Linked DNA regions of Bactrocera dorsalis: region 2 is linked to region 1. A link is a contact called in public Hi-C data. All regions are on one chromosome and are shown on one strand. The core of a region is the stretch at or near the end of the contact, and the rest is flanking DNA. Distances in the headings are between cores, read along the strand shown. Region 1 overlaps LOC105226783 (retinol dehydrogenase 13). Region 2 holds the start of LOC105226782 (patj homolog).

Region 1 (3,665 bases), core at 826-3,325:
CAGGAAAAGCTTCTATTGACTAACTAACTTAAGGGGTTACATGGGTTTACGGGTTTCAGATCTTCAAGTTGATCCGAGAAATAGTTTCGGAGATACAGCCCTGAGAGCTACTGCGCTCGAGATTAGTGCGCCGCCTTTGCACGCCTTTTTCTCGAGACTGTGGTTTTGAAGTCGTTTGGCAAGACTTCTCAAGAACTACTCAACCGATCTTCATGAAATTGCATTTCTTAACGACTTGGACGAAGAATAGCGTCCCAATGACCGATTTTAAAATATTTTTTTTCCACAAATTTCAGAATTTCTTTCCTAATAGTGTATGTTTGTAAAAAAATTTAATAAAACCCCTATATGGGCTGCTTTCAGCATGGAATCATGCCACATATCAAAAATTTCCTTGTATTTAGGTATTAATCTTAACTAGAATACTGCCCTATCATTTCATCAAATCGTTATCTATCTCTGCTATTTTTGTAGACAATGGGAAAAATTGGATTTCATGTTTTGATAAAATTCTGCTGATGAAAAAATACTGCTGATGCAAAGCAATGGCTTTTTGTAATTACGTTGGCTCAAGCATAATTAACGGTCAAGTAGTGGTTTGCTGAATTTCGCCTACAAGGGCACAAGAGGCAGGAGAGGCTAGAAAACATGCCGAAATTGCGGTTGGTGGCAGTAAATAGAAAGCCATAGTCACTTTCAGAGACTAGCTGCGACGAAAGCCTCTCTGGCTTGAATTTTTCTAGAAAACGTTTTATAAATAATTATAATTCCATGATGAATAATAAGCTTAATTCCTATTGTTAGCCAGATTGTGCAAACTTCCTTAGCGCTTAAACTTCTTACTTCGTTATTAATTAAATTGCTTAGTAAAAAAAAACATATTATTAAAGCTCCGCGCTAAAAAACAAAATCAATTAGCTTTTAGCAAAATAATAAAAAAAGAATAAAAATTATAATTAATTGGAGGCTCAACTTACTTGCGTAAATGGCCCGTGCTGCGCACAAGCCCAGGTGTGCAACAATTGACCGTCAGTGGAGTGCCTGTGAAAAGCGAAATAAAGCAAGTGAACAGCCACATAAACACAAAAGATGCAAAAAACAAGGCAGGCAAAGTGAAACGAAAATATGAAAAGCGCAAAAACGATTTAAACTCAATTAAAATCACTTTGGCAAAACGTGTTGAAGTTACCAGCAAGGGCAACAAACAACACGCCCCGCCGAAATAAAACAAGCAAACAAAGGCAATAAAGAACAGCAACAGCAACTGCCACAAAGAAGGAACAAGCGCCGGCAAGAGCTAAGCCAACAAGGTAGCCGACTATTCAAATAGGGTGGCGGCGCCAGCAACCCCCAACTACGCAAGAAATACAAAGGTTCGCGCTTGGCTGTTGTGGCGCACGGCTGTGCGGCATTTTGCCAAACTTTTGCCCAACCGTACATACACACATACGTGTTAATAAATGTGACGGGATAATGTTCTCGTGAACCTTTTTGCTTGTAATACCGTTGTGTGCGCGGCCCCACCCTCTATGTTGTAGTATGTGAGTGTACTTACCTTTCAATTGGCGCGCCAGCCAACGCGTTGCCAGCATGACGGCCAGCTTGGAGTGAGCGAAAGCGTCACGTGCATGGAACTTCACCGACCAAGTGCCCACATTGAGCGGATCGTCGAAATCGATTTTGGCCGCGGCATGGGCATGTGCCGTCACATTTATCACGCGCCCGCCGCTGGGCGAGCGTCGCAAGTGCGGTAGCAGCAGTTGTGTCAGCAGAAAGTGCGATAGATAGTTCACCTGCAGATGCTCCTCATAGCCGTCGACGGTACGCCCGCCTAGTGAGCCGAATATAATGCCCGCATTGTTTATCAACACATCGATGCGCTCGAATTCGCCGGTGATGCGTCGCGCAAACCGATGCACGCTTTCAAAGGAGCGCAAATCCAGATAGCGCGCCTCCACAAAGAACTCGCCCTCCGCATCAGCGCCGATACGCTGGCACGTTAGCTCGCGCTTAATAACCCTTGCCATGCGTTCCCCTGCGGCCATGTTGCGGCAGGCCAACACAATGCGGCCACCGCGCGCCGCCAGCGCTTTAGCAGTCTCCAGGCCGACGCCGCTATTCGCGCCCGTCACAATAACTATTTGATCGCGTATTTGATTGTCGTTGGGGCAGCGTTGGCCGCTCATCAGTGTGCTGCAAAGAAGAGTTGCGTTTTATTGAAATTTGCGTTAGGTGTGTGGAAGAGAAAAGGGAAGAGGTATTTGCAATGTTGTGCAAATGTGGTGAATAGTTGGATCAACAGCGCTTTAATTCGGTCGATGTGTTGTTGCAATAACACGGTTGTGCGGTTTGCCGCTGGAGTGCATTCTCTCTGGCTGCCACGCCACGCGCCTCTGCGTCGCTATAAATTGCCTACATGCAGACACACATCCACACATGCGCACCGTTGCATGCACCAGTGGAGGTGGCACGGCGTGAAATCGCTAATTAATGAACAGTTTGAGCAAGCAACGTGACATTTAGACACATACACACACACGTCCGCATAGGCGTAATGGTGCCGCCTGCTCCGACCGCAGGCCTGCACACACGCACTGCAGTGCTGGCGTAAATGCAAGTTGCATGTCACATGTTGCGGCTTAGCAATTACATTGACATCCAGTCAGCCTTGTGTTTATTGTTTCAATTGTCCTTCGGTGTGTGCTTTCTTCTGTGGTGTTAAGCTCAATTAACCTTCAAAGCTATCAATTGGATTTTCTGCTCTCATCGTAATGCTGCATTGAATTGCTGAGTAATTCTGATTTATTTCACAAAAACACTGACATCTCGCAGTAATATATGTATATATTTAAATATAGATTTTAAACAGCTGCAAGGAACTTTGACTTCGATTGTGTGCAAAAGGTGGGTAAGGCGGTTTAAATTAAGCAAAGGACATCAAAAATTGTGAGAAGGTATTCCAAAAAACATTTTCAGGTCGTTATTTGAATAAATATATGTATCTCTATAAAAATAAGGAATCTTTTATTGATTACTAAATGTTTTTAGTATCTTTAAAATATTTATATTATTATAACGCGTCTAGCACAAACTTCTAATAAGTACTATTAGACCAAATTTTGGCATACTACTGTGAAAGATGAATTTTGTTATATTTTTAAAATCTTTATTTATTCTTGGAAATCCATTTCATCTCCTTCAAAGTAATACCCTCCCGCTGCAATACACTTATGCCAACGAATTTTCCAGTCATCAAAGCACTTGGAAAAATTCTCCATCGTTATGGCCATCAGAGCCATCTTCGATTCAGCTTTTATATTCTCGACTGTGTCAAAACGGTGTCCTCGGAGCGGTCTTTTGAGTTAGTGTGAGCCAGAGCTCACACTGCACCAAATCAGGCGAATACGGTGGTTGCGGAAGGATATTTGTTAAACTTTTTGGCAAAATGATCACTAATAACCTATGCAGTATGAGATGGTGCATTTTCGTGGTGCAAAACCAAGGGCCTTTGGCCCACAATTTTAGCCTCTTGAGGTAATTATCTTCACATAAACGGCGCATAACGCTCAAATAATATTCCTTCTTGCCATTTTGGCTCGGCGGAAGGAATTTACAATGCACCATGATAATCGAAGAAAACTGTCAACCTTGATTTTTGAGCGACT
Region 2 (3,665 bases), core at 561-3,060, 50 kb after region 1:
TTGATCGCTCTTTCTGTTATTTGCGTGACCTGTGTGGAAATGAGAACAACCCTTTATCGGATGAACATCTTGATGAACAAGTTTTAGATATCAGAGATGTGAAGCAGATCTGACGGCTTAAAGGCACATAACCATAATATCCTAACCCTTTTATACCCATAACTCGAGTTTTTCACATTCCCAAAAAATTACAAAAATTTACTGCAAATACGAGTATTGTCAGGGTCTGTCCTCCCGCTTATTGCATGCTAAGTATTGCTTCTACACTGTATTTTTGTCGCCATAACCTATATTTGCTATGCTAACGCGCGCGAGTAACTGAAAGTCAGTGGGAAAGCCACGAAAATCGATAGAGGCCGTAAGCAACAGTTAAACGAACACACAGCCAGAATTTACTGAAGGAGTTTCTGATAAAGCAACAGCTCAACTGGCAAACAAAGCCAAATTCGGAGAGCAATGCAAATGGGATCGAAGACTGGCATAGTGAAAAATGCGAAAATGCAAAAAACATGTGTTTTTGTGTTGCCGCTTTCGGGGTGTACTAATTTCTATCTTATGCGGACAGCAGGAGGTCTCGCTTTAAACACATACATACATTCATATGTGTGCATGTGTTTGTGTGACGAGCTGGGTGTGTGTCTGCTGTTGCCTTTTCAGGCTTGGATTGCGACTTTTTTATGATCTGCAGTCGACACTGACTTTCGCTGACTCTCACTTTGGCCTCCGCATGCTACGGTCGCTCTTTGGTTGCTCATACGCCATGTTGTGCCAAATTAATATATTCTAGCACACAGCGTTTCCTTTTCATTATTCCGACACTTCTGCTTGTTTTGCTTACAATGTTGGAAATAAATGTGCTACGTGTGTGTGTGTGTGTGTGCCTACAAGTGTTAGTGTGTATGTGTATGCTACTATTGAGCCTTCTTTTTGTTTTGGGTGTGCGCTGATTTGGAGCTTGCCTCTGATCTACCAGCGCCCGCCGCTCGCTGAATACATGCACCTTGTCTCGCGAATTATTCAAGCCTTGTGGGGCGGGCTTTGTGAAATATTATTGCGGTCACTTTCACTTTTCATTACGCCTGGACTTTTTTCTTTTGATTGTCGCATAGCCAAGCATATGGTACACCTACATGAATGCTCAAAATATGTGTGTATGCGTTTTCATAAAGAGTTGAAAGTTCGCGCTGGCGCTGCCAATGACCTGGCCACACCAACAAAGCGCACCAATTTGTTTGTGAATGCACAAACTTCACGCACACAAGGGCTCGCCTAGCAGTATGTTATTGTGTGTGTGTAGTTTAATTAGGCGCTGAAAGTGAGTTTGTTGCTTCGCATTTGCCCACGCAAGACTTCATGCGACAACTTCACCTCAATTGAATTATTATTTAGTTACGACCAACACAACACCGCACCGCGCCACACAGCTCAGCTCAGCCCGTTTCGCACCGCTTATATTGATTTAACAATTTAAGCTACGACATTCCGCACGAATCACTCACATTTTCACAAAAGCCATTTTTCACTTGGCATACCGTGTGAATTCGCACCAAAAACTTAAAGATTTTCAGCACTTCTTGAATCTCTTAAATAATTTTTCTTTAGATTTTCTTTCTTTCCACTTTTTATGTAATTATTCACACGAACTTCTAAATAAATGCTCGCACTTCGTTCACCACAAGTCACTAAAGTACTACCGTAAATATGTATATTTTCAGAAAGCAGAAAGTGTTATAAAAAATCTTCCTGTCTTTTCTTCTTATTTTCGGTGGTGAACGCGCGCGATTTCACCAGCAGCACCTTCACGCTACGAGTCTTCTCGGCCGATTGAAGTAGCGCTCGCCACCGTTGGCTGCTAGGCGCTGTCGCTCTCTTGTGTTCCACATACGCACTGTGGGCACTCAGCGCCACTATTGTTAATGGCTTTGTTGTGTTCCTGCTTGCCGTTCGAGCGCTCTCCCAACAACCGCCGTATCCGCCAAGAAACAGAGTCCAAGTCCATGTTTGCGCAAACTCCAATGGGGGTACACTCTCGCTCTCAGGTCTATAGTTTCCAACAGGCAATATTTACACATGAAGTTGGCGGCGGTTGAACAAAAGCTAAAAACCGCTATTTTTAGCCAATTCGAAACTGTTTGAATATTACTCACTTTTTGGGAGTATTTTTACTTCCGCTTGGTAAATTTAACTAAAACTCATTAATGCGTTATATCGCAAATGGTCTGAGTACTGGGAAAAGTTATTCTCCGTTTGGTTCCATATATGGTCTCAGTACACGGCTAGTATTTTAAGGCCACTTAATCTGTTGGTAATAACGCGATACTACTTATTATGGTGCTAGAATGTCAGCGTCCACATTTGGTAATTTGTCACATCGTTCGGGTCTTGTTTGGGAACAAAACGTGACGATTATTAGTTCGCCAACTCTGACAGAGCGCCGATTTTCAATTAACGCTTCGATTTAGGTTTCTCTCGCCAAAGATTGGCTTTGCCCTAAAATAATCATTTTATCAAATACTTTTGGGTTCATTAAATGATGTGATTGATTAGCCTGAGGAAATCTACTATTTATACTACGCTGACAATACCGGCTAATCACTTTTTAGCTAATGAAGTATATCAATCAAGGTGACAACCATTGCCAAAACAATAATTAATTATCGAGTAAAGCGTTCAAGAGGAGACAGCTGGACACGTTAATTACACTACTCAACAAATCTGAAGGAAAGAATTGCAACTGATGTGCTAAGAGGTTTGTGGGGTATTTGAGGTGGCCTGATTACTACATGTTAGGAAATGTTTATTATCATTTTTGGTTTTAGAGACCCAAAATTAGCAAACAGCTTCTAACATCACAATCAAAAAATGACTGTAAATTAGTGTTATATGGTATGTAACTGGTGATCCAAGCTGAGGAACTTCTTTTTAATAGTTTTGTTTGGCATTTAGTCATGTAAAGACTTACGCCTGAACAACGTTTACAAATCGTTCAACTTTATTAAGAAAACTCACGTTCTGTAAGGAAAGTGTTTCAAGTGTGTTGGGGGACCGTTATCGCGCTATCATAACCGACTATTTGATGCATGAAATTGATGATCATGATTTTGGACACATTTGGTTTCAACAAGACGGCGTTACTTCCCACACACCGTAGATAATTTCACGTTTTGGGGCCGGTCGATTGATAGCTAAAAAGGTGTAATATCATACTGTTAGACTTTTTCCTATGAGGAGCAGAACATCATCTGTGTCATTCTCAACGGTTGGACTGTCTGAGACGTAGCCGCAACCTACAGTTGAAAGAGATAATCTTCAAAAAGTAAATGCCAAAGAATGTTCTTTCGAATGATGATAAAAATTCACCGTTAAATTTGAAGTTTCTGTGTTTTTTTCGTTAAAAAAGTAGAGAACCTTGAAATGAATCCCCTCTTATAAGAAAAAGAAGAAATTTAAAGAACATTCATTACGATCCAATTCGATATCGACGGATAGTTTCGTTGGAGTGAGGAGCATGGGTTAAACCCTCCTAAGAGTGTAGCATTTTTATATATTGAACAGTGAATATTTTTCACTCAAATGTGACGAAATTGGTGCTTAAAAGTATTTTTGGGACCTCGGCGACCAAATAAGTTTGAAGTTAAGGAACTGGCAACATTGTACAATGAAGA

Evidence for each region. Hi-C and Micro-C count contacts between places; a contact is called where the count stands out from the background.
Region 2: a Hi-C map of whole body shows a contact between it and region 1, with 4 times the contacts expected there. The contact joins the promoter of LOC105226782 here to the enhancer-like site in region 1. A contact is called at or near these places in 2 of 2 Hi-C or Micro-C datasets (both in whole body).

Annotation. Positions count from the first base shown.
Region 1 is chr2:2,756,841-2,760,505 of ASM2337382v1, forward strand. It overlaps LOC105226783 (retinol dehydrogenase 13), which reads right to left. Exons shown (of 5, transcript XM_049447405.1): 2 at 1,556-2,193; 3 at 978-1,041. The coding sequence starts at 2,186. Among protein-coding and RNA genes, the nearest start is that of LOC105226783, 5.2 kb to the right of the region's middle. Within about 2 kb of position 2,076, the one cell type or tissue checked has open chromatin away from gene starts, as enhancers often do.
Region 2 is chr2:2,807,053-2,810,717 of ASM2337382v1, forward strand. LOC105226782 (patj homolog) reads right to left here and starts at 1,811. Exons shown (of 3, transcript XM_049447400.1): 1 at 1,533-1,811.